3 separate regions of the Mus musculus genome follow, and all the other regions are linked to region 1. Evidence: chromatin contacts called from public HiChIP or PLAC-seq data. All regions are on one chromosome and are shown on one strand. The core of a region is the stretch at or near the end of the contact, and the rest is flanking DNA. Distances in the headings are between cores, read along the strand shown. Region 1 has its middle 11 kb from the start of Gm38687. Region 2 overlaps Nfasc (neurofascin). Region 3 holds the start of Cntn2 (contactin 2).

Region 1 (2,700 bases), core at 62-2,561:
AGTATCAATGAGGACAGTAAAAGAGAATTAGCGTGCCTGCCCACAGAACTGAATCTCAGTGCTGCTGAAATGACTGATGTGGAGCTATGGACAAGGCCCAGAGGCTAAGAGCACTTGTTGCTCTTGCAGGGTTCCCAGATTCAGTTTCACATACATGTGCATGCATGGGGCACGCACACAGTAGCTAACAACACTCCAGTTATAAGTGCTCCACTGCCCTCTTTTGGCCTCTGTCACTGCATGCATATGCAGGCAAAACACCCACCCATACACATAAAAATAAATCTTTATAAATGAGATAAACCTGATACTAATGAAGTTCCTGTCCTGGTGGTGCCACTTCTGTTCTCTAAACAATAAGGTGCTGGAACTGACTTCTGGGGTGCCATCTCAGCCACCTAAGCATTCTGTGGTTCCATGGTCCTAGACCGTGCTTGGCACTTCCTTCTGGCCCCTTCCCTGGGACAGTGGTGAGCTAACCTGGAGCCGAATTGCCTTCCCACCGGATTAACCTAAGATAGATTTTAAATTGTATTTTTATGTACACTGGTGATCTGTGTGTCTTTGTGAGGGAGGGTGTCGGGTCCCCTGAACAGGAGTTATGTACAGACAGTTGTGAGCTGCCATGTGGGTGCTGGGGACTGAACCCGGGTCCTCTGAAAGGGCAGCCAGAGCTCTTTACTGCTGAGCTCTCTCTCCAGCCCCCGAAGACAGATTTTAAGAAGCAAATACATATATGATACATGCTTAAATCTGTTGTTCTCCTAAAGTCAAGAATATCTGAGGGAGACCATGGTGTTGGTTTCTCCCACCTCATGGGACATTTCTCTCCGGTGAACAAGGCTTTCTGTGGTGGCCATCTGTGGATTACTAGACACCCACAGAGCAGTTCAGGAGACAACTTCTAACGCTCTACAGAGTTCGGAAACAGACCACTGCCCCTTTTGCCTGTTGGGATGAAAGCTGTGGGGGATGGGAGGCGCAATGAGATGTGTTTGGATAAGCTTCGAACAAGGGATAGGTTATCACTGAGAGAAGACATCTGTAGCTAGGTTCCAGGAAGGCTTGAGATGGAGAGGGGACAGTAAACGCAGACAAAATAAAAATAAAATATTCCTCGTGGCTGGTGTGCGGTTAAAGTATCACGAGTTCTTTTACTTAAGGCTATGGTGGTGGACTTTAGAAGAATCTTAGCAAAGATCCCCCAAACACCGCAACCATAGATATTTAAAGACCTATGGCTGTGTTTGAAGGAAGGAACATCCTCAATTTTTTAGGTTACTAGTGCCCTCTGGTGGGCGACCAAGGCTATGCCCCACTGGTGAAGACAGCCAAGCACCTCACCAGTGGTACCTCATTTGTCCACTATGCCTGTTGTATAAACCAGGAGCTAAGGGCTAGAGACATTAAATGGTTTGCCTCAGGTCACCCAGTAAACAACTGGCAAGTCAGGCTTCGCGTCAAAGTTTGCACGAAGTGAAAATATTTCAAACTTTTTTGTACAATCCAGAAATGATAACACCACCCATGCTTTGGATTCTGAAGAAGTTTATTATAGCCAGCAAACAAAAGTACAAAGTTCTGGCAGGCATGGTGATAAACAACTTTAATCCAGACACTTGGGAGGCAAGGACAGATAAATCTCTGAGGTTAAGACCAGCATGGTCTGTATGGTGAATTCTGGTGCATCTGAAGACAGTTACAGTGTACTTACATATAATAAATAAAATCTTTTTTTTTTTAAATGGCTGCTCATACAGGGGTGGTGTGTATGTGCACGTTGCCTCAGGAATCCGGAGATGTTGGATGCCCTGGAGCAAGAGTTAGCAGTTGTGGACTACCAGGCTGCCAGTCCGGAGTCCTGGGACCCGAACTCAATCCCTAGGGAAGGGCATCAAGTGTTCCTCACCCCTGAGCCACCTCCCCAGTCCAGCACAGTAATGACTACTCTTAGGTGCTTGCTGTTTCCCATCCTCCTTGTTACAAATTAGGGACCAACTCTGCCAAGACAAGGAGTTTTAGAGGAAACAAGGAGGGTCTCCTTACTCCCAGAGTCCCACCTAAGCTTAAACAGTATATGGCAATTTACCACAGGTGCATGCACGTTTTGCACAAACTAAAGACTCCCAATTAGGGCAGTAGAAGTTTAAAGCCTCTACAACTCAAATGTTTTGCTTACTGCCTACTAATGAGTTTTTCCCCCCAAAGGTAGAGGCCCAGGTTGAGTTGAGGTCAGACAAGGTCATGGATCATTTCCTGTCTTTGCAAAATGAAGATGATCAAGTCATGACAAGGTCATGTTAGCCTAAAAGACATCTTTTTACAAGCTGTGCTCTAAACCTAAAACAAGCAGTTGCTCTGCTTACATGTTCTCTGTGAGGTGGTTTTTGTTGCTGAGACAGGGTTTCTCTCCGAAGGCCTGGTGTCCTGGAACTCTGTCCATACACTAGGCTGGCCTTGAACTCACAAAGATGAGCTTGCCTCTGCCTCCTGGGTGCTGGGGTTAAAGGCTCGTACCGCCATCACCCAGATAAAAAGAATTGTTAATTATATGCATGTGTTACTGAGCCAGAGGCACTGGATCCCTGGAGCTGGAGTAACAGTGAGGTGAGTCACCTTACATGGGGGCTGAGACCCAGACACAGGCCTCTGAAGGGAAGTATGCACTGCTAACCACTGAGCCATCTCTTTAGCCCCCAA
Region 2 (2,700 bases), core at 165-2,664, 330 kb before region 1:
GACTGTCTGCTGCTGAGCTGGCCCTGGAAACACAGGAGGAGGAGCAAGCAGGCTCATGGTCAGGGCTCAGGGAGACTGGGCTTGGAATGGGTTAAGTTCCATTTGAAACGCCCCCAAGCCATGAATAACAGTCTTGTAGGCTCTCCCAGGCTGTGTGCGTGAATTTATGCCTAGGGGTACACCAACAGAGTAGAGCGGAGGCTACATGCCAGCAATTAGCTCTTGGAAATAAGCTAATCCAGAGACTAGAATAGTACTACAAGAACCAACTAAGGAACACATTCACACATCACTGCCATGGGAAATTGTGGGGGAGCAGGGAGATAATAAAGGCCCCCCGGAAGCCAACGCAAATCCCAGCCGCTCCCATTGAAAAGACAGGCAGCAAGGCTGATCACGAGAGCTGTCCCCAAACAACCTGGGATCACGGGATCAGAGGCACATCTGATCATGGGTGGGAGATCTGCCAGGGCTCAGAGTCATCCCAAGTGACTACAATTCTACATGGAAAGGCAAGCTGTCCCCCGATGGACTAGAAGATGCAAATAATTCACTCCTAATACTCGAAACCATGACATTAGCAAATGGCTTATATCAGCGGTTCTCAACCTGTGGGTCGAATGACCCTTTCATGAATATTTACAGTATGATTCATAACAGTAGCAAAATTACAGGTATGAAGTAGCAACGAAATAACTATATGGTTGGGCATCCCCACAACATGAGGAACTGTATTAATGGGTTGCAGCACTATGGAAGGCTGAGAAGCACTGTTTTATACATAAAAACAAATCCCAGTCCCCCTCCTCGAAGGGCAGAGAGCCCTGCATGCCGTGTCTGCCAGGGAAAGATGAAAGGGTAAGTCCACATTCTCACTCACATTCCACCAATAATAAGCAGCCCGGGTCTTCTGTCCAGCCCAGACTCAAACCTGTCCTTTCTGCTTCCCAGATCCTCTCTCCTTATTTAGTGCGCTGACTTGCACCACTAATTCAAGGACCTCGCTGTCTCCTCCATGTCAGGACAATTCCCCTTGGTCCCCAGCACACCCCATGCTCACCCTGTGGCCATTGCCTCCTGCCTTGTGGGAGGAGCCCTGGGTCAGTGTCCTGTACCCACTCTGATCAGTGCTGAGCCTGCATCGTGTCTCCCTCTGCAGCTGCAGCGAGACAGCGTGATAAATCCTCACGAGCAGCCATTGTATTAGACACGTTCTACTATGGGGAGGTATTTGGCTCATCAAGTACATCTGCCTAATAGATCCTCAATTAATAAAAGGCCTGATGAATCTGCTGTTAGTGGTTATGCGGAAGTGGTGAGGCAGCGGCAATTGCTGGGATCTCTTAACTCGGAGTCCTCGGAAGCAGAGCCTCTTACTGCTCAGCCAGCCGACTCCCCAGATGTCTTTACTTTCCAGAATGCTCCCCCACTCCCTTTCAGCTTTTACTCTGCTTGACCGCAGGCAGGTTCACCCTCAGTGCTATCCTTGCTGGCTCTCAGAGCCCAGCTGTGCAGGTGCCTTTTCAGCCTCCCACTGTTCATTCTAAGGCATTAGAAATGCTGATTTTGGAAATGCTCTGAAGCAGAGTGGTCGGCCTGAGACACCCAAGGTCCCTCTTGGGTGATCCAGTGGCCCAGTGACACCCACTCCCACTCTGTCTCTCTCATACCAATGAAGGGAATGGCAGACAACCATCCAAGTACAAGAAACTGTCCAGCTCATGGGCATCTAAGGCCAACACGTGGGTTCTTGGGAACTCAAAATACCAGCCAAACATGGCCACTACCACGTGCCAAGGAGACAAAACACCAGTGCGGAGGAGAAAGGTAGATGGGGTTTTTGGAAGGTGATATCAGACAAGGAAGAAGTGTGGAGGAGCTCCTGGCTTTCCTGCTGTGACAGCATCTGGCATTGTGTCACCGAATCTCCTTCTTGTCACAGATGAACTGTCCTCACCGCTCTGCATCTTCTGTGAAAGTCAATCTGCCCACGTGATCACCTCCTACTGAAAGACTCAGGAATTGCACCATACCAGGGATGCCTCTTGGTGGGGAAGGAGGCATTCTTTTGCCTGTTTCTCCTGTACTGCCTTCCTCTGACCCAGCGAGGACAGACACTAGCTTCCTGACCTGGGTGTGGGCCAACAATCATTTAGGACTTTCACACAGCCAGGGAAACCTGGTACAAGGCTGACTCCTTGTCTGCCTTCTTGGGGCTGGAAGGGGTGGTCTCCAGCTGCCCTGGTGTGCCTCATGGTGTGCTTGGTGCTTGGCTCCATTCCATTGTCAGGCAGGAATGGGGAGGAGTGCAGGGCTCCTTCCCATTAAAGATATAAGCAGGTTGCCTCCTCTGCAAGCCTGAGCTGAGGCCACCGAGGCTTCTGGAATAGGGGAAGGTGTCAGCCAGTCTTCATTCTTTCTCTCTGGGGAAGGGCAGAAGAGAATGCCTGGGTTTGCATTAGTCATTTGGCCTTTCCTGCACAATGACCAGATCTATAGGCTGAAACCTGATACCTTCAGGTGAATCACCTGGCTATTAAGCTGGGGAGAAGAAGGGGTGGAAGGAAGTGAGACATGACCTTTTCCTCTAGGTGACAACCGGGAGGACCTAGGGAGCATCTAGTGTCACACCATACTTCCTGGGGTGGGAAAGCATCCCAGGGCACTGTGTGACTCACAGGCCACCGGCAGGACCAGAGG
Region 3 (2,777 bases), core at 249-2,748, 440 kb before region 1:
CGTGTCATTTAGTAGTGTAGCTGGTCCCTTTGAGCAGGACCTGGGACAAGTGTTAGATCATCTCAGAAGCTAAGTGGATGACGGGGCATCTGAATAGGGGTTTGGGGGAGTGCCCGAAATAGCTGCCCAGCTGCTCAGGACCAGGCTATGCGGACAGTTCCCTCTCCTGTCTCCTAGGCAGAAGGGTTCAAACCCACCCTTGTACAGGACTGAGGTCACTGCATGCAGAACCACTCTGTGCTGGTCACACTAGTTACAAATGTACTAACAACTTTGGCGTCTTTACCCTGAAGACCGGAAGGAAGCTCAACTCCCCCTACCTCCCAGGGGTGGGGATGGGGTGGGGATGGGGTAGGGTTGGGGGCAGAGCTTCACCGTCCAGGCTGCCTGTGCAGCCCAAGACACTAGTCTCTAGGCATGGCTTCACCTTAGCCTCTTGCCCCCCCAGTGCTGCAGCCAGTCTTGGAGGTGGTGACAGACACTCCCTGGCTGGGGCTGTTTCCTCCTGTAGCCCATTACATAAGCTATGGGGCTAGGCAGAGGGGTTACCCCCTCTCTCTAGAATCCCCTGGAAAGCCAAACTTTGAGCAAATCCTTCCCTCCCACCAGGGAGGCTGAGGGGGAGGGATCTGAGAAGACAAGGTTGAGGAGGGAGGAGGGGAAAAGGAACTGCAGGCTACATTCCAGCCTCACCCTTGGAGGGATGTGACTTGCCTCAGTTTCTCTCCCAAGTTCCAGCTTCTGGACAGCCTTTACCCAAACTTGTGTTCTGTTCTCGCCTCTCTTCAATAGCCTTCCTAGTCCAGCAGAACCAAGACTTCACAAGGAGGTCACCCGGCAAAAGCAGCCCCCCACATGAACTCAGCATTTGGAAACTCAGGTTCAGGTTCATCTAGGGAGTTCCAGGGACAGGGTAGAGCCTGGCCCTACAGAGCTGCTGGGCACTGGCTGGGGTCCAGGGCAGGTCTTGGAGCCCCTACCCTTTTGGCAGGTAGTTACCACTGCCTGCTCAGATTTCTGGACCCTCCCAGGGGCCAGCTTCCTGGACCAGTAAATCAGGCCTTGCAGAATGCCACCCACCTAGACAGGACGGGTAAGAGCCTGCGGGGTCGCTACTATGGGGCTGGGATGAGAGATCAATTGGGACCCAGCCTGCTGCCTGTCCCTGTCCCCTCCCAAGTTTCAAGGAAGACATTTATAAGGGCTGAGCCGGGAGCCCCTCTTGAAACAGCACCCAGGGAAACCTCTGAACTGGAACAGACAAAAATGATAGGCACCTACCTAGAGTGCGGGAAGGGTGTTGGCTGGGGCAGTGCTGCGGTTGCCTGGTGAGCAGACCCTGCCGCCAGCCTCGGGGCTGCTTGGCCCCGCCGGCCTTAGCCACTGGCTGTCCTGGCGTGGCGGCAGCGGGCGAGGGTGCGTATGTGTGTGCGCGCCCCGAGCCACTGCAGCATCTCTGCATCAGGATGCGCTCCTCCCTCTCGCAGGCTCCGCTCACTGGCTGGCTCGGCTCCTCAGCCAACGCTCGGCCGGAGATGGCTTCCTCTGCCCCCTCCCACCCCGCCGTCCCCACCCTCCTGGCTTTACCTCATTTGCTGTCATTTAAGGACCAGGGAGTGAGCCAGAGCGCTGCCGTCTTCCATCAAGCTTGGCCAGCTCCGTGCCCAGCCCAAAGCTGCAGAGGGGCGCTCTGAGAAGGCACAAAAAAGTGTCTCTTGCTTCTGAAATTCTGGAGACACAAGGGCACCCGGCGTCTCGCTTCTCTCCTTACCTAGTCCCTTGTTAGAGAATGGGATCCACAGCAAGCCTCCAATTTGCTGTGCGGGGCAGCTGTGAAGAAGGGCTCAGCCTCCATTATCCCGGTCCCCTCGCCCATCACGTTCCTTTTCCTTGTATTTGCCCAGAAGTAACATGGAATTTTGTCGTTGTTGCTGTCAAAATGGTTAAACTGTAAAAGACATTAAAAATAGCAAAAGTCTCAGATTCTTAACCCATTCTTAACAAATTTGAATACCCACCTCTAGGTTTATATTTTCACTTGGGTTGTGAGAATTAATTTATGAAAATGAGACCACAAAATACATCGTAATGTGCAAAATATATTAACTATACAATTGAGTTTGGACACCTTTGTACACGGGTACCCCTAGATCCAGCCCTCTTTTAGACAGCAAAAGGTGAGACTTCATGAAAAGCTGGTGGGTCTGGAGTCTTTGCTATTGATAGGATGTGTGTGTTTGGCTAAGTCCCCTGCCTCCTTTGAGCCACACTGGTAACCTGCAATGGTTAAAGATGGCTGAGGCCTCTGCTAGCTCTGAGATTCCAGGGGTTCACCCTGGGTAGGAGTGTACCCCTCCTGCCCTGCACCTGTCGTGTGGTGACATGCTCGGGAAGACTGAAGTCTGCAGGCAGAGGGACCCACCATCTGCAGCACCAGTCAGCCCTGACAGGCTGTCACTGTCTTTTCACCCCACTTGGGTTGCCTGCTGTCCAGGGCCAAACTGGCTAGTGGCCCAGATGCTGCAACAGCTGGCAAAGCTGGCCAGCCTCTGAGTTTCAAACGTGATACCTGTCAAATAGGAACGCGGCTCCTGTCTTGCTGACTGGCCAGTGGCTGTGGGCCTGGGGAAGAATGAGGATCCTAATGCTTCAGAGACTTCTGCCTCTCTTCTCTCAGTGCCCCGCAAGGGCGGGCACACCTCCAAAGCACAACGTCTTTGTTCTGATACAGAGATGCCTAAACTCTACTAAGATGTTTCTCAGGTAATTTTTAATTA

The links. HiChIP or PLAC-seq counts read pairs in DNA pulled down with a chosen protein or histone mark.
Region 2: a contact with region 1 is called in an H3K27ac HiChIP or PLAC-seq map of embryonic stem cells, with 2.5 times the contacts expected there. The contact joins two enhancer-like sites. A contact is called at or near these places in 1 of 115 datasets of contacts at active chromatin or transcription factors (embryonic stem cells) and 1 of 9 other capture datasets (embryonic stem cells).
Region 3: a contact with region 1 is called in an H3K27ac HiChIP or PLAC-seq map of embryonic stem cells, with 4 times the contacts expected there. The contact joins the promoter of Cntn2 here to the enhancer-like site in region 1. A contact is called at or near these places in 8 of 39 promoter capture datasets (the 3T3-L1 cell line, the HPC-7 cell line, cranial neural crest and 3 more), 2 of 484 Hi-C or Micro-C datasets (both in embryonic stem cells), 4 of 115 datasets of contacts at active chromatin or transcription factors (astrocytes, embryonic basal ganglia, embryonic forebrain and 1 more) and 1 of 9 other capture datasets (embryonic stem cells).

What each region holds. Positions count from the first base shown.
Region 1 is chr1:132,981,605-132,984,304 of GRCm38.p6, forward strand. No RefSeq gene overlaps it. Among named protein-coding and RNA genes, the nearest start is that of Gm38687, 11 kb to the left of the region's middle. Within about 2 kb of position 1,312, at least 9 of the 459 cell types and tissues checked have an H3K27ac peak or open chromatin away from gene starts, as enhancers often do. A contact at or near this core is called in embryonic stem cells, where this site is marked.
Region 2 is chr1:132,653,832-132,656,531 of GRCm38.p6, forward strand. The region is part of intron 2 of Nfasc (neurofascin); the gene reads right to left. Among named protein-coding and RNA genes, the nearest start is that of Gm46157, 13 kb to the right of the region's middle. Within about 2 kb of position 1,415, at least 31 of the 459 cell types and tissues checked have an H3K27ac peak or open chromatin away from gene starts, as enhancers often do. A contact at or near this core is called in embryonic stem cells, where this site is marked.
Region 3 is chr1:132,541,442-132,544,218 of GRCm38.p6, forward strand. Cntn2 (contactin 2) reads right to left here and starts at 1,499. Exons shown (of 23, transcript NM_177129.5): 1 at 1,282-1,499.